Regions from separate parts of the Mus musculus genome. Here all the other regions are linked to region 1. A link is a contact called in public HiChIP or PLAC-seq and promoter capture Hi-C data. All regions are on one chromosome and are shown on one strand. The core of a region is the stretch at or near the end of the contact, and the rest is flanking DNA. Distances in the headings are between cores, read along the strand shown. Region 1 holds the start of Tube1 (tubulin, epsilon 1). Region 2 overlaps Slc16a10 (solute carrier family 16 (monocarboxylic acid transporters), member 10). Region 3 holds the start of Mfsd4b1 (major facilitator superfamily domain containing 4B1). Region 4 holds the start of Mfsd4b5 (major facilitator superfamily domain containing 4B5). Region 5 overlaps Mfsd4b5 (major facilitator superfamily domain containing 4B5). Region 6 overlaps Rev3l (REV3 like, DNA directed polymerase zeta catalytic subunit). Region 7 holds the start of Mfsd4b4 (major facilitator superfamily domain containing 4B4).

The links. Promoter capture Hi-C pulls out the DNA fragments that hold promoters and counts their contacts. HiChIP or PLAC-seq counts read pairs in DNA pulled down with a chosen protein or histone mark.
Region 2: a contact with region 1 is called in a FOXA1 HiChIP or PLAC-seq map of pancreatic cancer cells. The contact joins the enhancer-like site here to the promoter of Tube1 in region 1. A contact is called at or near these places in 3 of 39 promoter capture datasets (the C10 cell line, hippocampal neurons and pre-B cells), 2 of 484 Hi-C or Micro-C datasets (both in cortical neurons), 1 of 115 datasets of contacts at active chromatin or transcription factors (pancreatic cancer cells) and 2 of 9 other capture datasets (adipose tissue and liver).
Region 3: a contact with region 1 is called in a promoter capture Hi-C map of cranial neural crest. The contact joins the promoter of Mfsd4b1 here to the promoter of Tube1 in region 1. A contact is called at or near these places in 5 of 39 promoter capture datasets (the C10 cell line, HPC-7-derived erythroid cells, cranial neural crest and 2 more) and 1 of 115 datasets of contacts at active chromatin or transcription factors (forebrain).
Region 4: a contact with region 1 is called in a promoter capture Hi-C map of pre-B cells, with 8 times the contacts expected there. The contact joins the promoter of Mfsd4b5 here to the promoter of Tube1 in region 1. A contact is called at or near these places in 9 of 39 promoter capture datasets (the 3T3-L1 cell line, the C10 cell line, cranial neural crest and 5 more), 3 of 115 datasets of contacts at active chromatin or transcription factors (bone marrow-derived macrophages, double positive thymocytes and stem cell-derived neural progenitor cells) and 1 of 9 other capture datasets (liver).
Region 5: an H3K4me3 HiChIP or PLAC-seq map of embryonic limb bud shows a contact between it and region 1, with 3 times the contacts expected there. The contact joins the enhancer-like site here to the promoter of Tube1 in region 1. A contact is called at or near these places in 6 of 39 promoter capture datasets (cranial neural crest, embryonic stem cells, frontonasal cranial neural crest and 3 more), 5 of 484 Hi-C or Micro-C datasets (cortical neurons, myocytes and uterus), 10 of 115 datasets of contacts at active chromatin or transcription factors (astrocytes, bone marrow-derived macrophages, cardiomyocytes and 7 more) and 2 of 9 other capture datasets (adipose tissue and liver).
Region 6: a contact with region 1 is called in an H3K27ac HiChIP or PLAC-seq map of double positive thymocytes, with 2.8 times the contacts expected there. The contact joins the enhancer-like site here to the promoter of Tube1 in region 1. A contact is called at or near these places in 15 of 39 promoter capture datasets (the 3T3-L1 cell line, 3T3-L1-derived adipocytes, the C10 cell line and 10 more), 3 of 115 datasets of contacts at active chromatin or transcription factors (bone marrow-derived macrophages, double positive thymocytes and large pre-B cells) and 4 of 9 other capture datasets (adipose tissue, liver, macrophages and 1 more).
Region 7: an H3K4me3 HiChIP or PLAC-seq map of bone marrow-derived macrophages shows a contact between it and region 1, with 5 times the contacts expected there. The contact joins the promoter of Mfsd4b4 here to the promoter of Tube1 in region 1. A contact is called at or near these places in 8 of 39 promoter capture datasets (the 3T3-L1 cell line, the HPC-7 cell line, embryonic stem cells and 5 more), 4 of 115 datasets of contacts at active chromatin or transcription factors (astrocytes, bone marrow-derived macrophages, forebrain and 1 more) and 3 of 9 other capture datasets (adipose tissue, liver and macrophages).

Annotation. Positions count from the first base shown.
Region 1 is chr10:39,132,663-39,136,010 of GRCm38.p6, forward strand. It overlaps Tube1 (tubulin, epsilon 1), which reads left to right and starts at 1,361. Exons shown (of 12, transcript NM_028006.2): 1 at 1,361-1,445; 2 at 1,544-1,617; 3 at 2,326-2,378. The coding sequence starts at 1,421. Fam229b (family with sequence similarity 229, member B) reads right to left here and starts at 1,244. Exons shown (of 5, transcript NM_183254.2): 1 at 1,161-1,244.
Region 2 is chr10:40,062,238-40,065,279 of GRCm38.p6, forward strand. All of the region lies in intron 3 of Slc16a10 (solute carrier family 16 (monocarboxylic acid transporters), member 10), which reads right to left. Among named protein-coding and RNA genes, the nearest start is that of Mfsd4b1, 38 kb to the left of the region's middle. Within about 2 kb of position 1,359, at least 24 of the 459 cell types and tissues checked have an H3K27ac peak or open chromatin away from gene starts, as enhancers often do. A contact at or near this core is called in liver and pancreatic cancer cells, where this site is marked.
Region 3 is chr10:40,023,593-40,026,770 of GRCm38.p6, forward strand. Mfsd4b1 (major facilitator superfamily domain containing 4B1) reads right to left here and starts at 1,676. Exons shown (of 4, transcript NM_144821.4): 1 at 1,301-1,676. The coding sequence starts at 1,324.
Region 4 is chr10:39,985,217-39,988,424 of GRCm38.p6, forward strand. It overlaps Mfsd4b5 (major facilitator superfamily domain containing 4B5), which reads right to left and starts at 1,430. Exons shown (of 4, transcript NM_001113385.1): 1 at 1,166-1,430. The coding sequence starts at 1,309.
Region 5 is chr10:39,966,391-39,969,347 of GRCm38.p6, forward strand. Mfsd4b5 (major facilitator superfamily domain containing 4B5) reads right to left here. Exons shown (of 4, transcript NM_001113385.1): 4 at 1,763-2,957. Among named protein-coding and RNA genes, the nearest start is that of Mfsd4b5, 19 kb to the right of the region's middle. Within about 2 kb of position 1,326, at least 14 of the 459 cell types and tissues checked have an H3K27ac peak or open chromatin away from gene starts, as enhancers often do. A contact at or near this core is called in embryonic limb bud, where this site is marked.
Region 6 is chr10:39,792,025-39,795,002 of GRCm38.p6, forward strand. It overlaps Rev3l (REV3 like, DNA directed polymerase zeta catalytic subunit), which reads left to right. Exons shown (of 32, transcript NM_011264.3): 4 at 2,840-2,978. Among named protein-coding and RNA genes, the nearest start is that of Rev3l, 61 kb to the left of the region's middle. Within about 2 kb of position 1,422, at least 33 of the 459 cell types and tissues checked have an H3K27ac peak or open chromatin away from gene starts, as enhancers often do. A contact at or near this core is called in double positive thymocytes, where this site is marked.
Region 7 is chr10:39,897,851-39,900,849 of GRCm38.p6, forward strand. It overlaps Mfsd4b4 (major facilitator superfamily domain containing 4B4), which reads right to left and starts at 1,356. Exons shown (of 5, transcript NM_001384225.1): 1 at 1,064-1,356.

The sequences.
Region 1 (3,348 bases), core at 111-2,610:
TGCAATACATACACCCCACTACAACGTCAAAATTCACATCTTTCAAAACTGTGTAATAACAAACTAAGCTGTATCCTGGCGGCTGAATAAGGTATTCTAACCAATCAATCAATTATTGTGGCTCTTATCATGTTATATATCATATTACATATCATGACAAATTAATAGCAAGTATAATTTAACTTTTGCTAAATGAAGATTAAAGGTTTTGTAGTTTCTCAGAATTTCTGTGGAAAATATTAACTTCATTAAAGCATTAAAGTTAGTGAGGGGATTTGTGTGTGTGCACACTTATGGAAACAAGATGTGAAACATGAAGTGTTTTCCTTAGTTATCCTTCATCTTACTTTGTAAGACATTGTCTCCTATTGAGCCCTGAATCTGACACTCACAGTTTCAGCTAGACTCTGTGGATCTCCCTTCTCCAGCCTTCCAAGCCTAGAGTTACAGGCTCCCAGATTTTTGTTAAGTGCTGGGGTCTGCATTTATGTCCCCGTGCTTCAGAGACAAGCATTTTACTGACTGGGCCATCTCTCCAGCCTAAATTCTTAATTTAGTTCTTAATTAAAGCCTCATTTAATTTGCCCAGTAAAAATTCAATTTCTGAAAAATAACCTTTTTTTCCCCTTTCGAACTTCGTGCCCCACCCCTGCCTTTAAAAAATCTCGTCTACATTGTTCATACATCAAATCAAACGCCTTAACTTTTAACCCATCTTTTCTTTTCCTAGACCCTTGTTCATTGAATATTATGGCTCTCCTTGTCAGCGCCATGTAATATTTTAGGTCATATCTTTTGAGTGCATCGAGTGTATCTTCAATGGCATTGCCGGCTGTTGGAAGTTGGATTTGTGTAGATGTTTTGAATTATCCAGAAATCTTAAGTTTGAAGAGTGCATCGCTTTGGCCTCTGAACTTAGCTGTGGTATTTGGTCGGAGTGTACCTAGCTTCCCTTGTTCCCAGATAAGCCTATTTGTCTGGGGTGTCTCTGTGTTCCTCCACATTCGTTTTCTGTTAGATAACGACACTAGCGGGCATCATCCTGAGAAATCGGACCCACTGTCCTGGCTGTTTAGGCTGTGAGCCTCTCAAAGCCCGTGATCAAAGTTAAAGTCCCTTATCTTAAATGCCTCTCTGAAACCTAGTTACCCGTCAGTTACCAGGGCCTCCGGAGCTGCAGATGCTCAAGGATGTTGACAGGGCAGCTAGGATTTACCTGCCGGAGGCCCAGTCGCTATGGTAACGGCTAGCCGCAAATGTGCTTGCGCAGAAGTCCTGGCCGTAAAGAAACAAGGGCATTACGACATTGGCTACTTGCGGCAGCGACGTGACTTAAGGCCGCCCCTCGTAGGGCGTCGTTGAGCTCGAAAGCTAAGGCGGGAGTTTGGGCGGGAGTGCTCCTGCTGGTCCTCCCGGCGGAATGACCCAGTCGGTGGTCGTACAGGGTGAGCTACCCCCGTCCGCGGGGACCGGGTCGCTGCGGAGCCAGTCACCTGGTTGCCTTCCTAATGCACCTCTCTCTCTTCCTCGCTACTGGCTGCAGTCGGACAGTGCGGGAACCAGATCGGCTGCTGCTTCTGGGACCTGGCGCTGAGGGAGCACGCAGCGGTCAACCAGGTACCCGCCCCTCCTGCCTGTCACCCGGGCCTGCCAGAGTTCACATGAGGTTTGGGGAGGGGTGCTTTGGATCCTGCTACGGGGCCCTGGCTGACCTGGGACTTGCTGTGTAGATCATGTTCTGGAATTTGCAGCGATCCATCTGTCTCTGCATCCCCAGGACTACCACTATCATGCCCAGATTACTTGGGCTTTTTAATCAGTACCATAAATTGCATAGGATCTTCTCATACCGGTCGTGGCTAGTTTCTTTTTAAACGTGTTGCTGTAAGTCACAGGCAGAAGGCACTTGTCAGGAGTTTGGTCTTAAGTTTCCCTGATCTTTAGCAGTCTCCTCCTCCTCCTCCTCCTCCTCCTCCTCCTCCTCCTCCTCCTCCTCCTCCTCCTGTTGTTGTTGTTGTTGTTGTTGTTTTGAAAGACAGTAGATGCTATAGATGAAAGCACTATAAAGTAGGTAAATACATCAAACGACCAAGAATCCCAAGAAATTCCCACTTGGAGTACCAGCTGTATAATCCTACAGGGTGTGCTTTTTTCATCACTGTTAAACTTAGTCAGGGGTTCTCTTGGCATTTTACCTTTAGATGTAATTGGAAGAGTCGACCTAGGTTTCTTTTTCTTAGAGCCCCTTCAGCGTTGTAGAGTTGCTACAGCTAAAAGGGTTTTAGAGAAAATAAACGTAAATGCTATAGTTTGTTTTGTTTCTAGAAAGGAATTTATGACGACGCTATAAGCAGCTTCTTCAGGAATGTGGATACCAGGTAAGTGGGTGAGTCTGTCTCCGCTTGGTAGGACGCCTCCTTTCCCTGTCAGCAGAATCTTAGAGGATAAGGAAACAGTTGCCAGCTAGGACGGTGTCTGCTGTTCTGATCAAAGCGTATTCTCATAGCCCATTTTCATACCATTCTGCAGAACAGCGCGCTTCCTTGATAGACTTCCGTAAGAAGCCAAAAAGAACCTTTAAAGGGACTCCCAGTAACTTTGAAAACCTGACGTTTTCACTGAGGGTGCCTGCCCACTATGGTATGAGTCTAGCGGGGGCCAGGTTTTGAAAGATTATTTTGCATATTACTTGCCCTCAGAGTATGCAGAAATGAAAGAGGTGGAAACTGCTCACAATGTGTGTTACTTTTCGTTTAGTGTAAGATACAGATGTTAGAATCCTTTTGACATTTGAGATATGCCTGGGTCTTTTAATGTTAAATCATTAAGTTTATCCGTTTTCAAAGTTCTCTATAAACCAGCTGTAGTGGACTTATCCTGACAATTACAATTAAATATCAGGCCTTTCCAACTTTGTAGAAATTTAGTTTGAATTTGTTCACTAGATGTTGGAGCCATTATCTTCTCGGGAAACCTGACTTTGGTCTTGTTGATGAATCCCAGAGCCTCCAGTACAGTCAGATTAGTCAAATTCAAAGAACTGGGAGGTTAAAACCTGGAGCGTCATTGTTGGGGATGGACAGTATAAACTCAGGCCTTTTGAGTCATAAGCATACTTTTTTATTGTTTGGATCAACTCTGCCAAAGCTACATGCTATTCAGAAGGTGGGTAGAGACATGGTGGTGTGAGATTGATTAAAGTGAATTTCCACAGCGGCGGGCGCAGTTGTTCTCGTGGGGAGGGTGCTGTCCTTTAGATCGCTTTACTTACTTGAGACCTGGAACATGGTCTCCCTTACGTGCATGCACTCAGACCTGCCTTTGCAATATCCCTTCACACATGCTTCC
Region 2 (3,042 bases), core at 109-2,608, 930 kb after region 1:
TGCTTCCTAACGGGGAGTGCATTTCTCAGGCCAACACAGCAGAGATCAGCAAGCAGCGTGAGCCTCCTGCTTCTTGTTTGCATGAGGTTGAGAATAATTTCTAAAAATACACTCATCTTTCTGGGCATGGTGGCACACACCTGTATCTCAGTACTTGGGAGAGACAGAAGCAGGAGAATTGCCACAACTTCAAGGCCAGCTTTGTCTACTTAGTTTCAAGCAAGCTATGTGTTTAGTCCTTGTATTAAAAACCTAGAATAAGGGGCTGTAGATATGGCTCAGGGGTTAAGAGGACTTGGGTTCAGTCCCTAGCACCCATATAGTGGCTCACAACCATCAGTAACTTCAGTCCCAGGGGATTTTTTTGATGCCCTCTTCTGACCTCTCAGGCACCAGGTATACAAGTGGTACATAGACATACATGCAAGAAAAACATTCAGACACAGAAAATAAGTGAACCTAACAGATAAATAAATTTAAAAGTTAAAAAAAAAACTATGTGTATCTCTGTCTAAAAGTGTTAAAAAGCTATCCTATAATTCTAGAAGAGCATGCAGTTTAAATATATTTTCTTTTTAACTGAATGTGGCTTGAGGAGGAAGCACAGTTCTACTGCACGGTCCAAGCCATCCGCATTCTCAAATTCTTCTGCCTCCAGAGTTCAGGAGCATAGCCGGCAGTCTTTCTTTAACAGGCAAAATCAAAGAAAAGAGCCTGGCTCCTTTAAAAGACAAAACAAAACTAAACTGTACCTTTGAAAGGGAGTAGAAACCCTGCTAAGAGTCGTTAATAGTTAATCTCAGAATTAGTCACAAAGCCAAACTTTAAGCTACCCTCTGGCTTCAAAGCTGGATCGTTGGAAATCTGAATGGAACGGGCTTAGTGCTTCTTTTTACAATTTTGTTTTCTCTATCTTTGTTTTTGGTTTTTAAAAAGGGAAATTTAGAAGTAAATTAGAAGGAAGTTTGGCAAGAGAACTACATACTGGCTTCCCTAGCCATGGGAGGTGGTTACAAAGGTGGGCCGCAGCTAGCTGCAGAAACGTATTCTGATAAAATGAAGCCTTTTATACCAAAACACTCAACTACAACTTTATGGACAGAGTAGGAGAGCCAAGGATCTGATAAGCCACAAAATGTCATTTTGGTGCATTCCCTCGGACCAACTGTGCTTTGAGATCAACTCACAGATGTGCTGAGAAGGAAGCCCGTCCCTGCTTGCTGCCACCTTAAGGACTAACATCTTTAGGTTGCCCAGGGTTGTTTTCAGATTCTGAGTAGCTCCTGCTTCCTCAGCAGCTGACTCAGATGGAAGCTGACCTTCGGCCTGCCCTGCGGGGACTGCAGGAGGCATCACTGCTGATTATGTTTGTTTTTTTAAACAACCAGTCTTTCCATTTCATTTAAATGGGTTTCCATGGTATTGATAATGGCACAGCACCATTAAGACACGAAAAACAACTGGAAAAAAAAAAGCTTTCTGGAATAAAGATCACTTAATGGATTACTTAATAGATTACTTAATGGGTGGAAAAGAGGTTTTTTTTTTTAAAGTCCAATTTTGAAAACATTTTCTAAGTAAACATTTTTCTAAAAGCATCTACCCCCCTTAAAAACAGTAATTTCCTCTGAGTAAAAAGACTATATATACTTATATTTGCAAATATATTTCTTTGACAGCATCACTTAGATAATATCAAGATTCAGTAAGATTTAGAATTTCTGGTTGAGTAATTAACCAAACCCACTTTGGATTTTTAGATGCCTGGTAAATAGCCTTTAAATGTATTTGAATGGTGGTAGCTCGACTACTTAGCACTCAGCTGCCTGAGGGTCCATCTCCAGCACTGCAGGAAAATGATAGCCTTGGATTCAAATGATCTTGGATTTTAGAATTTTAAAGAAGACTTTAGGTTTTTTAAGTAAGTTGATAGTGGTTACTCTGTCACTGTTTATGCCAGGTATTTTGAAAGTTACCAAACACTGTAGGCTGCTGGTATGGTCGCTCTCGGAGCTCAAGCAGTAGAATATGGACCTTTATGCAGGCAGTCTCAGGGGGAAAATACCACCACCACCACAATTTCTAATTCTTTGTGGATGACAAAAGGCGTTGTTTAGCCTATTATCTCTAGAGTGTCACTGAGCCCACTCAGCTCTGATTTCGATTCTGTAAAGTTTCTTCTTCTCAGAGCATCATATTCACACTCTAGGATTCCTAGGTCCTAGCTAGTGCACAGGAGCACATTGAGTTGTGAATTCAGTGTTCATCTGTGACTGTCAAGATGGCACTGGGCTCAGCCACAGAGGACAGCCAGGGTATAAGGAGGGGCAGTCAGAGAACACAAACAGCTACAGAGACTTCATAGCTAGGGACGTGGTGGTGAGCCGGCTTGTTGAGGGATCTCACATTTCCACAGCTCACATTGACTAAGACAGAGGAGAGGAGAGGAATGTGATCTTTTAGTTTACTCTTACTACCTGGTGATAAAGTCTTCTCCTGGCTAAATAACCAACTGGTGTGGTTATAGGACCTTTCGTCAATAGCACATTCACACAAACTTGGAAAAATAGTTCAGAGTGAACAAAGGCAAGAGAAGCCAGCTGAGCTTGGCATCTGCAAGTTAAGACAGACTTCACGCTAACCTCGGAAAGGATGAGATCAGCTCACTACCAAGTCCCTAGGATTCAGGGCAACAGTAACGTTACCTTTTAAAACGTTCCTGGCAATGGTATCAATACGCCAGATTATCATATAAACCCTTCCAATTAGCTCTATTTCCCCTTGAATGGCAAAAGATTCATAAATAGTTAGTTATTAAAGTATTATTTAGTTAAGGCTTTTCTGATTTAGAAGTTAGTTCTTATTAAGTAAGCTGGGCTTTGTTGTTGCTGCTGCTGTTGTTGCCTAAGTTTGATGGGATTTGGCTTGTTTGGAGTGTCACTATGTGTCATCTCAGACTGGCTTTGAATATGTGGTCCTCCTCACACAGCTTCCCAGGTGCAGAGACTACAGACACGCGCCATCATTAGCTGCTTTCTAGGA
Region 3 (3,178 bases), core at 426-2,925, 890 kb after region 1:
AATAGAAAGAGACTCTTGGGTAGGACACTGTAACTGACCTTAACGTCAACAAACTACAAACTAAGACAAAGTTCAGGAGAAAGGGACTGAGCAGACAGGCACTCAGCCCACTAGGCTGCCACTGCCCAGAAATGGGCAACAGTGATAACTGACCTACTATCAAAATCTGCTCCTTCTGAACTTGACTTTCTTGTTCTGTCTTTAAGTCCTGACTCAGATGTTCCTGCAACATCACTTTGTATAAAGAAGAAGCAAAAATGAACTTTTCCAGCTTTTTCTTTTTAATAGGAGTAACAAGACCTACAGGCTAATAAATTGGAACTTAGAAGAAATCCCTTAACTAAAGCTTCTAATTGACTTACATTTCAAGAACTACCGATTCTAATTGTACCATTGTGCTCCAAAGTTAATTGTGCACCTTACCTAGACAGCATTGGTACGAACCAGAGTGAGCGCAGGTTCGCAATAAGTAGCTCACACACGAAGAGTGAAAACACTTCACGTCTTCCAAAGACTCAAAACCCAGCCCAGGGAGCGAGCGCTCAGTAAGCATCTGCAGGGATTTCTTTATCCCGTCCCATTAGTACAATCTAAGAAATGAGTGTGGCTCAGAGTCTAGAAGAGAGTAAGCTATTCTCCTCTGGGGACTCACCCTCTCGACCCTGTTGGCCTACAACCATGAAGTGATAGGGAATGGGGAGCTTTGCCACAAACACTGAATTGGGGGTAGCTCCAGGATCTGTAAAAAGCGCATACAGCCTTGTACTTTGCTCCATGAAAATCACTTATACAATGGAAGTTAGTTTGAAGAGGGCTGTACCAGAGTAAGGGCTGCGCTTGACTCAACCGCTTAAACATTTGTATGAACAAGAAAAAGTCATTTTGCTCTTGCCATTATATCTGTAAAATCTGTAAAAATCAAGCAGTTGGTGTAATTTAATCAAGCCACTAGAAAGAGAGCCCCCACCCCAGCCAAGTATTTCTCTGTATAATAATTAAGGTGTAGGGGACAGTGGCTACAGATCCTGGCATTCTCTTTTTTTGTCTCCCTAGTACTAAGAGGAGCCCTACAAAGATAGATTGTAGGGGGAAATCATGTTAGGCAAAAATCACCCGCGCTCTTGACAGTGACCCTCGGTGATTAGAATAGTGCCTATGTGTTAAGCGGATGAAACTGAAGCCCCAGCGATCAAGGTCACACAACATGCAGGCAGCGAATGTGAGAGTCCAGCTGGGAAGGGCAGGTCCCCTGCAGGAGGCTCGCGCCCCAGCCTGGGAGGGGTGCAGCCTCGGCTCTCACCAGCCCCAGGAAGGCGGCATACATGACCGCGGTGGAGAACCAGCGCAGCACGCTCCTGGTCCGGCCACTCCGCCGGGAAGCCACCGTGGCCTGCTCGCTCTCCGCCCGGGTCTCCGCCTGGTGGAGCCTCTGTGCCGCAGCCACCGGCCCGACGCTCCCGGTCTTCACGTCCAGCTCCAGCTTGGCGGCTGCGGAGAGCTACTGGGGGCCGGTGCACCCTCTGGGGCTCGGCACTCAGGCTCCTCCAGTCTCCGAGGTCCCTCCTGATAGCACTGTCCCCAGGGACCGTCCTGACTCAAGACCTCCGGCGGCTGGACTTCGACCCTGGCCCCAGCTGGCCACCGAGTTATGTTCACTCTCCATCTTGCAGAATCGTGGCGGTTCCCGTGACAGAGTCAGGCCACTAGCCAACCTGGAGTCAAACCGGAAGTCATGGTGGTTGCCTAGGAAACGGAGCTCAGCGCGTGTTAGAGCTGCTACTGCAGCCTAGCTACTGCTTCTATAAAGTGTGCTGCTAACTCTTGAGGGAACACGCCAGTGCTAGCTGGGAGGTCGTCTTTACACGCCCCACCCCTACCCTCCGTCCACACCTGAGCTTTCCAGGTCTTTTATTCAACTTTCAGGCTAGTGATACCTGCTGAAGCTCCGGAATAGGCTCCTGGAGCCACATCAATCCTCCCCACGCTCCTTTCTCACCTTAGCCCGGGTGTCCAGAGAGAATCCAAGCACAGAGAGAACATACAGTTCCCCAAGATCAGTCAGCAATCACGGGCCTAGTCAACGGCCAAATAGCTCAAGACACATGTGTGGGTTCAAATTTGTGGTTTCAAAAGCACGGCAGTTCAAATTTCCACAAATGATTAGAGCCTGGCAATGCCTGAGAAAGGCTGTACAGCTGTCGGGATTTGTTCCGTTTGCTATACTCAAGTTACACAACAATGTAACTTTATCATCTATCTGAAAAATGCTCTTTCCACCTGAAAACCTCCTTGATCTCTGTATTACTGATCACTTATACCGAGAAAAACATTCTTTCATAAGATGGTCAAGAAGAAAGCTGGAAGAATGTTTTGTTTTGTTTAAAACAAACAAACAAAATCAACCATGTTCCTGTAAATTATCCACTTGGAGAAAACCTGACTTCTGTTAAAGGTTGCTTATTATCTGATAAATTTTAATTTTAATTACAGAACAAGTCATTATGTTTAATGGCATTTTAAAAAGGCTAAAAGTTTGTAATCTGTGATGTCATTTAATCTAGTAGATATTGACATACCAGAACATGCTGACCACTCAGGTCACTGAGAAAATCAGGAAAATAAAAAATACGACAAAAAGACAAAATGTTACTGGCCTGTAAAAGAAACATTTATTTCCTCATGATGGGATGGGATGAAAAGAGAGCCATACACAGCTGTGCGAATACACAGCTTGGGCTGAGCCCACGGATTTCCGTTCTCTGTTCTATGTATCCCTAGCCCTAGGCCTGGAAACTTTTAGCCTAGATACAATCTAATCTAGAATGCTTTAGATTTGCTGCTGCATAAACTCACCCTTTCCAGTTCTTTCTGAACTCTGGCTGGCTGGTTCAACTCAGCTCTTCTGGCTCAAACTCCTCTCCAAGCTGACTGATTCAATCTGGCTTCTCTCAGCTTCCCACTGATTCGCTCTGCTTGGCCTCTAACAATTTGGCAATTTGTTCTAATCTTCTGGCTCCTTATTTTCTGGCTCTGCTGGCCTGCATGCACTGCACAAATGGAACGGAACTCATGAATGAACTCTGCTGAACTCAACTGCACTGCAGGAGTTGAACGGACTAAGCTGATTCACTCCCTCTGGCCCAGCCCCAGTCTCTTCGATGCTCCTTTCCTGTCAGTT
Region 4 (3,208 bases), core at 180-2,679, 850 kb after region 1:
CAGGCAACTAATGGTCTTAATTGCTATTATACCCTAGACTAGCAGTTCTCAATCTATGGGTCATAACCCTTTCACAGGGGTCACATGCATCTCAGATATTTACATTACAATGCATAACAGTAGCAACATTACAGCTGTGAAGTAACAACAAGAGTAATTTTATGGTTGGGGGTGGGAGTTCACCTTAACATGTGGAACTGTATTACAGGGTCGCAGCATTGGGAAGGTTGAGAGCCACTGGTCTAGACAAAGGCCATGAAGACTTGCACCCTAAGCCTGTTGATCTCCTTATTATGTGAGTGTTGGCTTGTTTGATTTTGATCTGGGTGGCTCTCCGCAGAAACTTGTTATAAAAGAGTGTGCTCTGGTTTCTTAGTCCTCTCTACCTGATAACTGTCATAACGTCTGTCTCCTGTTTTTATTGGGTTACCTTGAGTCACAGATGTCTCTATGCGCTCATCCTTTGAAGGTATAAAGAATTTCATAACCAATCTGTTATTGTTCATTATGAATTCTATAACTGGACCAAACTGACCATGGCTGTCTTCACAGAAAGTGCCGTTTGTGCTCATTTCAGTAGCCACCTCTGATTCCCTCTCTGAGATCCTTAGTTACCTGCAATCACTCCACAGACAACTCACTTTCATTTCTCCAAGGTCACAATTACCAAAGGACCAAGGCAGGCCATCACAAACAGTGGACTGAAAAGAAGTCTAAGCGGTCAGTAAAAGTCACTTCTTGCTTTGCACTCTGCTCCAGGAAAAACATTTAAGGACCCGAAGGCTCAATTTAAGAAGGATTATCATAGAGAGACATCGTCCTGATTTTATCAACCTAACCAACTCTGCAACCTAGGAAAAGTCACTTCCTACTTGGAGTGAAATTATGCTGCTAGCTGGATCTGGTCAGGACCCAAGGAAGAACTCTTAGGAAAGCCCGTTTCTGTCTAACCACCTGGGACAGGGAGGGCCATTGGTACACACCAGCACAGTCCTCTCTCTCCCTCATACAGAAACCAAGTAAGGTTTGCTGCAGTTGGAAAATATTAGGGTCATCAATTTCAGGTTTGATTAAAATTGTAGCCATTCTCCCACGGCCCAGGGCAGTTCAATAATGTTGCACAAAGGCCATACAAAGTGCAGGCGGTTACAGCCTCAGCTCTCACCATCCCCAGGAAAGCAGCGTTCAGAACCACAGTGGTGAACCAGCGCAGTGTTCTTCCCACAGCCTGGAGCCCGTTCTTCCCTTGGGTCTCAACCTGGAGGAGGTGCTGCTCAACAGACGTGGGCCCGGACCCACGGGACCCCATTTCCGACTCCAGCTTGGAGGCTCCAAACAAAGGGTTTTTGGTGCGGTCTGGCTTTTTAGCAGGGTCCCTGGAGCTCTGAGCCCCTGTTCTGTCTGACCAGAAGACTTCTCCCAGTGCCTCCTCCCCCACGGACAGTCCTCAGTCAGGACCTTGGGAAGTTACACTTTGGACTGTACACGTGGTGCCGACACCCGCACCCATCTTGCACAGCCCCTAAGAAGACCGTTTGGCAGAAATAGGTCTTTCTCAGCAATCAGGGACCCAGCTTCTTGGGGGAAGGGAATGTGGTTGCCTGGAAGACCGGATGCTTTCCTGGAAGCACGTTCAGTATCTCTCCCACGTAAGCGCACACAGATGGACGCACTGGTACCCTGAGGGAGAAAAAGCAGAAAGCACAGCCTCAGAACAACCCAGCCAAGAGGCTCTGGGGCTGGAGAATGGCTCAGAATTTTCAGGGGTCTTGACTTTGGTTTCCAGTACCCACACTGGGCAGTTTGCAACCTACCGGTAACTCTAGCTCCGAGGGATTCCAACACTCTTTTCTGCAAGGGGGAGTCTCCCCTTCAGGTTAAGTCAGGACCCACCTTGCACGACTTCCCAAACTCCCAGTCCTGTCCATCAACAACTGAGCTTCTAAAGCTGCCATTGACCACATTCATGCTACCAATACCAATACGGGTTGAACCTTGTGGGTCAGCCTTCACACGGAGCATCTCAACCCTCCTGACACACAATCCACTTTAGCCCTGTGCAGCCAAGAGGATTATGGCTTACAGAGTACATAACAACTCGCCCAAGAATGGCCAGCAGATCTCTGCTATGGACCATGTAATAATAGCTCATGAACAAAAGCTGGGCTGGGGCTGTAGCTCAGAGCTTGAGTGCTTGCCCGACATACTCAGGGGCCTGGGTTCTGTATCTAGGACTGAAAAATACTTAACTCATTGGCTCACTCTCAGATACACACACTAACCCCAATTCCTGCAGATACTTCCAGGTACTGGAAGGGCTGTGAGGAATGGGAAAGGGCCATAAATGTGAGTCTTTGCTGAGGTACATCACCTGGGGGTAGGGAAACCAAGACAGATCTTTTTTAAAAAAGGAAAGAAAACACCAGAGATTTTTTTTTTTTGGGGGGGGGATGGCGGTTACATTTCAAGGCAGGGTTTCTCTGTGTAGCCTTGGCTGTCCTGGAACTCACTCTGTAAACCAGTCTGGCCTCAAACTCAGAAATCTGCCTGCCTCTGCCTCCCAAGTGCTGGGATTAAAAGTGTGTGCCACCACTGCCCAGCTAGTGACAGTTCAGATGGCTGTGAGCCATCAAGCAGTTGCTGGGATTTGAACCAGGGTCCTTTAGACCTGCAGTTGCTGTTCTTATCTGCTGAGTCACTGCTCCAGCAACACCCAAGATCTTAAAAAGAAAGAAAGAACAGGGAAAGAAAGAAAGAAGGAAGGAACCTAGGAAAGGAAGGAAGGAAGGAAGGAAGGAAGGAAGGAAGGGAAGGAAAAGAAGGAAGGAAGGGAGGGAGGGAAGGAAAAGAAGGAAGGAAGGAAGGAAAGAAGGAAGGGAGGAAGGAAGGAAGGAAGGAAGGAAGGAAGGAAGGAAGGAAGGAAAGGGAAGGAAAAGAAGGAAGGAAAGGGGGTCTCATTTTGTAGCACAGGTTGTCCTGGAATTTACTCTGTAGCCCAGGCTGGTGCCAAACTCATAACAATCCTCTCCTTCATCAACCTCCTGGTGCTGATGTTACAACCTCTATACCCAGCTTAAAGCCAATTTTTATTGGATCTTTCTTTACTGAAGCCAACCATATCCTTCTTAGCCTTGGCAGCATAAGTCTGCACTCGGAGGAGAGGAGAGAGATCAGAAATACAAGGCCATCATTGCTGGCTACATAAGGA
Region 5 (2,957 bases), core at 76-2,575, 830 kb after region 1:
GGGAAAGAGCCTCTGTGGGAAGGGCAGTCAGGCCCTGGGCTGGAAAGTTCAGGGTAGAGGGCTGGGTGTGCCAGCCATACCTTGTAATAGCTAGGGATTGAGGGATGCTGTGAAACCCTCAGAGGCCAAGTTCACTTTGATATGTCAAAATAGGCATGTCAACAGTTTTCCCCCTGGGTTTGAAACTCTATACCTTAAGTCCCTTCTCTTTGTGCTTATGCATCCTGGATGTAGCAGAAGCAGAATGTCACATTGTCCTGTTTCTTGTCACTGAGCACTTGTCATATCACAGCTTGGGGAAAAAGTCTGCACACCAAGGTGAAAAGCAATGTCATGTAACTGATTCTCACCTGAAAATAACAATTGCTTCACAGAGCGATTTTGTTCTTGTCCACATCGGAAGACTTGTAGGGACCTTTGGGAACATGGCAAACATGCAAAGCTTTTGATGGTTTTCCACTGAGTATGTGAAATGCAGCTTGGAAACTGCTGGCAAACCTTTAGGCCACAGTGCATTCATCTCTTAAAGTAATTAGGGAGTCTGGCCCGTCTCATCCCCCTCCTGTATCCTGGGTGTAAAATTCGTGATTTTATTTCATTTTGTACCCTTACCACAAGCCCCAAATCTGTGGAGTCAAGCAATCATGAACCAGATTCTCCAAAATTATGATCCTAAATAACCTTTTTCTGTTTATAAACTGGTCATCCCAAGTACTTGTTATAGTAATAGAAAACAGTTCACACTTTGGTTTGTGGGATCCAAGTAGATTTTTTTAGTGTGGATTCCTAGTTTATTCCATGTTCTTAGCACCACTTTTCTCTCTCTGAGCTCCATCTCCCGAGCTCTTAAAGTAGATGCTGAAGGCAGAATCCACATTTAACAAGTTTCAAAGTGACCACAAACTGTTACTGTCTAGGCCTGTGGTGGTTTGAGTGATGGTGGCCCCATAGAGCCATTCTTGTTCCCCAGGTGGTGGAACTGTTTGGGAAGGATTAGGGGGTAGGGTGATTTGAATGAGAAGGCCAATAGTTAGTGGCACTATTGGGAGGTGTGGCCTTTTTGGAGGAAGTGTGTCACTGGGTGTGGCTATGAGGCTTCAGAAGCTCAAGCCAAGCCCAGTGTCACGCTTTCTTTCTGCTGACTTCTGACTGGATGCATGTGGATCACTGCCTGGATGCCACCATGTTTCCTGCCATGATGATAATGAACTGAACCTCTGAACTCCAGCTTACCAGTTCTTATGAAACCCAGTGTTATGTACAATATGTAGCAGCAGGTGTGAAGGGAGCTAACAGCAGTTGCTGTGAAGGGAGCTGTCCTGGGTCTGGAATGTAGCTAAAGGATAGAACATTGGCCTTGCCTGTGTAAGGCTCTGGCCTTGGTCCTGAGCACTGAAAAGAGCTGAACATCACTTACAACAAACGAAATCAATTCTCATCAACATTTCCTATTTACAGACATGAGATGATAGTATCCAAGCACACTGCAATAGAGAAACACAATGTCGGACAACATAAACCTTGGGAACCTTTGTCGGTTTAGTGTGCTTATGGTGTAATTACCACTCAAAATGGCTGAGAACCAACTGAAGAAACAACCCAGCCACTCATCTGAGGTTGGCCCACACCAGTGTTACCACACTCACATCGAATAAATCCTCTCATCCTTGACTCCCAAGCAATCAAACTACCTTCTCATCTTTAGCTTGGTTTCCCATGTCGCTACCGTCTCCGACCAGCAGAAAAGAAGCGACAAAACCGATGTCCTTCTCAAGGCAGTTTATTCAGGAACTTAACAATGTGCAGGAAGAAGAATGCCCCACCACTCTCCGCCATCCCCCTTTATACCCTCTAGTCCTCTCCCCATCACCCCAGTCCACGTAGGCACCGTTCATTGGCTCAGGACTACTTTTGTCACATCATCCGATCTTACGTTGTGGTGCATCTGCGCAATGCAGCTCAAGGTACGTGGCTATCTTGAGGGATATGAGGAAGTCAGGTGCCAGTCATAAGACTTGGCAGCAGTCCTGGGCGCCATCATAGGGCTGCGGCCACACCCACTCCTCACATTCCCAGGGGCTCTAAACTCAGGGAAGAGGAGCCTCAGATGATGAGAACTGCAGATTAACACGGTGCTGCTGGGGAGATGGCTCAGTGCTTAGAATACTTATCTTTCAAGTGTGAGGACCAGAGTCTAGATCTCCAGACACTGCCTAAATCCCAGATAGTTGTAGCTGTCCTTCTGTAATGGCAGGGACCCTCAGGGAGCAGAGACAAGGGTCTCTAAGACACAGTGGCTAGCCAGACAGGAGTGTCAGAGATCTTGTCAATTCAGGCAGTTTGCCTTAGTGAAGAACAATCAAGGTAAACTCTCAATGTCAACCTCTGGCCTCCCTAGGCATCTGCACACATGAGAACATGCAGACACATATGCATGCACACAAAGACATAGGAAAAAATAAAAGTAAAATCGTCAAACGTTTGCAATGCTTATGGCATAGCTACGACTCAAAACCAGTAAGAATCAAACCCGGAAATAATAAAGCACAAACCCAAGCTGTAGAGTAGTTCAAGGGCCTGAAAAGACACTGTGTAGTCTCCAGCTCCCAGCTCTGATGAAACCCAGTGTTATGTACAACAGACACATGCCAAAGATAATAGAAAAATAATGTTGAACTAGGTGTCTTCATAATCTTAATACAGTAAATAGTGATGTTTTCTTGGATCAAATCATGAGATTCAACATTTTATATATGAAGATGCAGGGAACTGTTGATTAGCCTTGCTGCAATGTTGAACCAACACTTATTATAAGGAGTATCATAATTTTATAGTTAGAATTGGTGAAATATAGCTTTAAAAATCACTTCTCAGAAAATTAGAACCAGAGTATATTATTAAATATATTAGATGGTTCCATGTTCACAATAGGAGCATATTCTCTCTCTTTTTTTGAA
Region 6 (2,978 bases), core at 172-2,671, 660 kb after region 1:
TCCCATCCATTCTTTACTTCATATGGTTTCTACCCAAACTAATCCACTGAATTTTCTGTTCACTAACTGTCGCTAAATTCATTTTATGTCTTTCCTTTTTGAGCTTGTGGTACTACTTAGGAAACCTTCAAATGACTGCATATGCTGGTTTCTGAGACTTTGACACCTCCTTTGATTATCCTCATACTTGCATGATCATTCATCTTGGTGCCGCTGCGTATTGTTGCTGTTTTTTCTTTCATATTGGTGATTGTTTCTTAGGGACTGCCTTTATGTCTTCATCTTCTCCCTTTTATATTTATATTATTTATTCATTTTTATGAATGTGACCTTTAAGTTAGTATGAATGTCTCAGTTTTCCTCTTGAGTTCCCAGTCAATACATGAAACCACTAACAGGGTAAATAGACTCTCAGTGTGCTTAAGACTGAGGACTCACAGAGAAGATGTGATGTCAGCTTTATAGCCTTTTCATTTTTGTTTGTGTGAGTTTAAAAAATACATTGTGGGCTGTGAATGTGAGTATAGGCGCCTGCAGAGGCCAGTGTCATTTGGTCCTGTGAAGCTGGAGCCACCCAGCGTGTGTGCTAGGAACCAACCTGGGTCCTTTGCAAGACTAATATGCCCTCTTAAGTACTGAGCCATTCCATCTCTCCAGCCCTTTTTGTGTGATCTTTAATACCATTTAAATTCTCTTGAAGATTCATCACTTCATTTATAAAATGTTAGCATGGACTTGTAGTAAGTTCTGCTTGAGGTTAAGCGTTTGTAATATATAACCTATTCAGTATATAGACCTCAAAAGTATGTTAGCTATGCCTTCAGTGTTAAAACATTATGATTGTTCCTGTTCATTTTCAGTGGGACCTCCGCTAGAATGTCCCACTATACTAAAACTAAGGACGTTTAGAGCTGTTTTTAATTTTTCTGAAACCAAAATGACAACCAAACCAAAACTACTTTTCTTTCATTCATTACATTTTCAATAAACACATGACCACCATTTGGCTTAATCTCAATTCTTCCCTAGCTTACCATCCATCTCCAGTCAGTTCCTCAGATGTGACCATGTCACCCTTACAGTTCTCCTGACTCTTTGGCAGATGTTTGTCTTATAACTATCAATCTAGGTTTTCCACTGTAGCCTCCTGATATGATTGTTTTGTTTGCCTGCTATTTACTTCTCCAGCAAATTATATACTGCTTCATATTTAAGTAGGATGACTGTAACCTGACTTCACATTTTAAGTAGGTTGTCTATAATCTGACTTCAGGCATTTCTTTCAGTTTTGACACTAGACTACATACAGTATCTATGGCTTCCCTTCCTGAATATACTGCTTTCTTATAACCTTTACTGTACCCTACTATGTTAATGTGAAACACTCTTCCCTCTCTTCAGAGAGTTGAACCTGTGGTTTGTTTAACTTCCTGCTTAGACTACTCACAGAGGCCTTCCGGAGACACCTCTGCCTCTCAGTTCTTGGCATAGGACTTTTTTTGATGTGCATTGTTGATGTTGCTTATGTTCCCTATTATGAAGGAACTAGCATTTCCATGGTAACACTGTCTCTAGTGGTGGACTTATGGTTGATATTTCTTTGGGGAATTTTTAGTGGTGTATATGAAGTTATTTCTGTATTTTTTTTTAATATTGGAAAGCAGAAAAAGATTTATCCAATGTTGCCACAATTGAGATGAGGGACCAAGACATCTAGCTAGGAAACCCTCTCCTCTTACATACCAGTTTATTTTCAACATCCTGAAGTAAGAGTAAACTTTAGAAAGTGAATATATACACATTTAAACAGTTTTACTCAAGGTGTGACACAGCCCACCATTGACCTCATTGACTAGGCCTGAGTTTCATCCTTTAAATTAGTCAGACACGTTGTTAGAACTGTGTGAATTCTTTTCTAGAGACAAGTTTCCTATACAGTTGGTGCCTTTTTCTTCCCCCAGCATGAAATTTCTAGGGGACTCCCTCCTCACTTTGGTAATTCTTTGTTTTAGTAGTCTGAGACTCAGTAGTGTGAGACTCACAAGTGTCTTTTTAAAATGTCTTCATTTGTCAAGACCAGTTACAGTTTTTCGTTTTCTGTTTAATACCTACATCTAAAAAGAATGCAAGTAGGAACTAAGGTTAGAACATGTTTAATTAGTGCCAAGTAGCCACGTATAAGAACCATTTTGGGGGGCTAGAAAGATGTCTCGGCAGTTAAAAGCATGTGTCGCTCTTGCAGCAGACCCAGGTTTGATTCCAAGCCACCCACATGATGGTTCATACCCATCAGTAGCTCCAGCACCATGGGATGTCCTCTGACCTCCATGCAAGTACACTTAGTAGACAAAAATATCTGAAAGGAAACACTTGTGCACAAAAAATAAGTTAAAAATTGTTTTAAATAAAAAAATTTGGAAAAAAAAAACCTGTTGGCTTTTAGTTACCTTTGGAAGGGCTGGCTCCATCTTGGTAATCTAAGATGGGATCTTGTTGGAAGCCTAGGCAGACCACAGGCCTCCTTCCTGCTTTGCCTTGCCGAGTGCTCAGAGTATAGGCAAGCACTGCCAGGCCTAGGATGAATTTCTCTAATGCTTTTCTTAGGTGGTTTTAATTTTTTCCCATTTAATCCATGAATTGTTTTTTTTCATTGAGAAAAATTCATTTTACTTTAAGACTGTGGTTTAAACTTTTAACTTGAAATAAAATACATATTTCTAGAAAAAATGAAATGAAAATTTTAAGTATTAGTGGGAATTTCTTTTGTCTTCTATATTTCTGTAATCATTGCTTCATTTGATAATGAACATAATTCTCTAACTTTCTTTTTCTAATTTAGGATATGTGAACTTTTGCAAAGCGGAGCCATAATGAATAAATGTTACCAGCCTCATGAAGCGCATATTCCCTACCTCCTACAGCTCTTCATTGACTACAATCTTTATGGAATGAATTTAATAAACCTGGCTGCTGTCAAG
Region 7 (2,999 bases), core at 106-2,605, 770 kb after region 1:
GTTCCTAAAAACCTTTAAGGAAACGTTTCTGAGTTTTGAGAACTGTGGATTGTGGGCTGGGGACACAGCTGGGTGAAAGCCTAGCATGAAGTCCTGGGCCAGCCAGCGCCCTGTACGTAATAAACAAACAACAAAACCTGATTGTGCTGCACTGTTCTGCTCCAACCCACGTGTGGTTTCCCTGCCCCAAGCACCAGCAACCAAGAACAAAGACCAGGAGCACACAGGGCCACAGCATGTTCATTCAGATCTTCCTGCAATCACTTGCAATACCTGTTACACACGAGGGGCTCCAGTACCTGCAACGCTTTCTTTCTTCCCTACTTTCCCATCAAAATAATTTTAAGAAACTGAAGCTCCAATTGAGGGACCAGAAGGGACTCCGTCAAAGGTTTAGCTCTCATAGCACTCGAGTCAAAAGTTATCACTTTAGGTCAGTGGTTTATAGCTTTCATCCCAGCACTCAGGAGGCAGGGGCAGGAGGATCTCTGAAATTTGAGACCATCCTGATCTACACAATGAGTTACAGCCATCTGGTCCACAAAAGGACATTTCGGGTCAGCAGCAGGTGCTACACTGGGGAACACTGTCTTTATGGCGTTTTTAGTTCTTGCACTTGAGTGAAGAAAATCATTTAAGTATCTAAAGGCTTGATTTAAATAGGGCCGTGTACAGGGTAAGCAACATGTCCTTGATACTATCATTTAACCAGAAAAGCCACTTTCTTCTCTGGGCCCTTTTTTCCATCTGCGAAATAAAGCAGTTGGTTGGATTTGGTCAGGCCCCCTCAAAGCTGCTTTTCTGGGATCAATTTAGAGCTTCAGTGAGTGGGTGAAGGGGAGCAGGCTCCCCATCTTGTATCTCCCCGTTTTCCGGAGGAAACTTAGCTTGCTCGTGCTGGAAACGTATTAATTTTGCCCGTTTTTCCAGATGACAGAACTGAGACTCAGGAGGATTAACCGATATACACCAGGGGTCACGCACGATGCAGGGCACTGAGACCACGTTCCCTGCAGGACGCTTGCTCCAGCCGTGGCCTGGAGGGTTTGGGCCCAGCTCTCACCAGCCCCAGGAAGGCGGCACAAAGCACCACGGTGGTGAACCAGCGCAGCACGCTTTGGGCACGGCCTTTCCGCACGGAGGCCACCGCTTCTGACTCATTCTCTGCGCCCGGGCCGGCTGGGAGGAGCCGCTGCCCTCCCGCCCCTCCGAACTCCAGCTCCAACTCCAGTGTGGCGGCTCCACCTGCCGTGCTCCGTGCACCAGGCCTCCGGTGTGCAGGGAGGTGCCCGGCCCCGCCCGGCCCGGGAGCCAACAACGCCAGGACCTGCCCGCGCGAGCGTGACCTGGGAGCGGAGCCTCCCCGCCGCGCAGGCGCGGTGTCCCTCACGGTAGCAGAGCGCCTGCATGGATCACAGGCCGGAAATAAAGCCGCCGGCCAATCAGGAGACTTCCTCAAACCGGAAGTTGATGTGGTTGCCTTGGGGATCGGACAGCCTGGCCCAGGTGAGAAGTCTCAATTAGGTGAGTTTCCCCGGCCTGGGGAATGTAGGCCAAAGATGTACAAGCTGCAACCCATGCACAAGACGATCCAAAGTTGCAAAACGTTGGAAGAAACCCGGCCTGGAACTGCAAGATGGCAACTTCCGCAGCCTCCTGGGTCACCTGGAAACCCGAAGGTCTTGTCTCTACATGATTTACAAACTGTTGCCCTTGCTCCTTAGACGTACAAGAATGTTGAACGTCAGCTTCTCACTGAACAGATAGTTATGGATCCTTACGTGTAAACTCACACGTGAAGTATCTCAGTTAGTTTACACAACACTCAGAATCCCACCGCAGTCCCATCTATAAATAGGAATATTAGGTTAGAGTAGCAGCTTCTAAAGGCCAGACAACAACCCGCTGGCCTTTACTGAATGGTGAAACAATAGCTAAAGAAAGAATCTGGGACAAAACGAGTTGCATGCACTTGCCTGTAAGACCCCCGAAGCTGGGCCTCCGCTCAAGTCCTGGGATGAGCTGGCCAGCACCTCAGTGACTCGAGAGAAAACCACACCTGATGCAAACTGCAAGAGGTTTTATTATCAGCTAGCTGAGGACGATGTCCCGATGTCCCTCCTCCGTGCAGGGCAGGGGAGTTTGACCCTTAGTGGTAACAGTAGGGGGCTTTTAACAGCTAGCTGAGGAATTGGGGAGGAGTTGGGAGGAGTTGGGAGGAGAGTTCTTCTCTTCTGGGTATCCTTGGTGAAATTTATAAGGCAGGAGTGGGGAGTGAGTTCTTTCTGAATTTTTATCTCCGTGTCCTCAGCACAGGAAGGCAGGCATCTCTGGTTGTAAAGTATAGAAACAAAGGCTTTTTGCTGGCTATAGAGAACAAAGAGCTTCTTTCTGGCTGTATTTTTAGAGATCAGGGAAAACAAGCTTGGGGAACGTCCAGGGGCTTTACCTTCCTGGGAGAAACGCTCTAAATCGGGTCCCACATGCCCACACTTATTTTAACCTGCAGGCAATTCCATTGTTGAATGGACTTGGACATCAGTCTGTCTTTGCCAAATAGCTATGCTAGCTGAAAAAGGAAAACCGTGTTCTTATGTGACTACAGATTTGACCACAGGGACCATAGCCTCAAATGTTATCACATTCTATTTTTTATCTGAAGTTCTTTTCCACTTACACTTCTGTCTCTGATATCCCTTCTTACTTAGACTCCCAAGCTACTACAAAACTTGGTCTTGTTACCCATAAACCAACTTTCTATCTTCAATCATACGATCATTAACTTCTTCCCTGTTTGTCTCGGAAAGGTTTCTTAAATTGGCGTCCAACTCCTCTCCATTCCTACTCTGCTTGTCTTCATTTCTTGCTTAGACTATTTCAGATGTTTTCTGATTGGCCTCAAAGTGTGTGTTTTGAAATTTTTAGTGGGACCTTTAGAACACAAAAATTTTAAGGGCAGATGGCCTAGTCAGGGAGGAGAGGCTCTTTTTCCCGTGAAG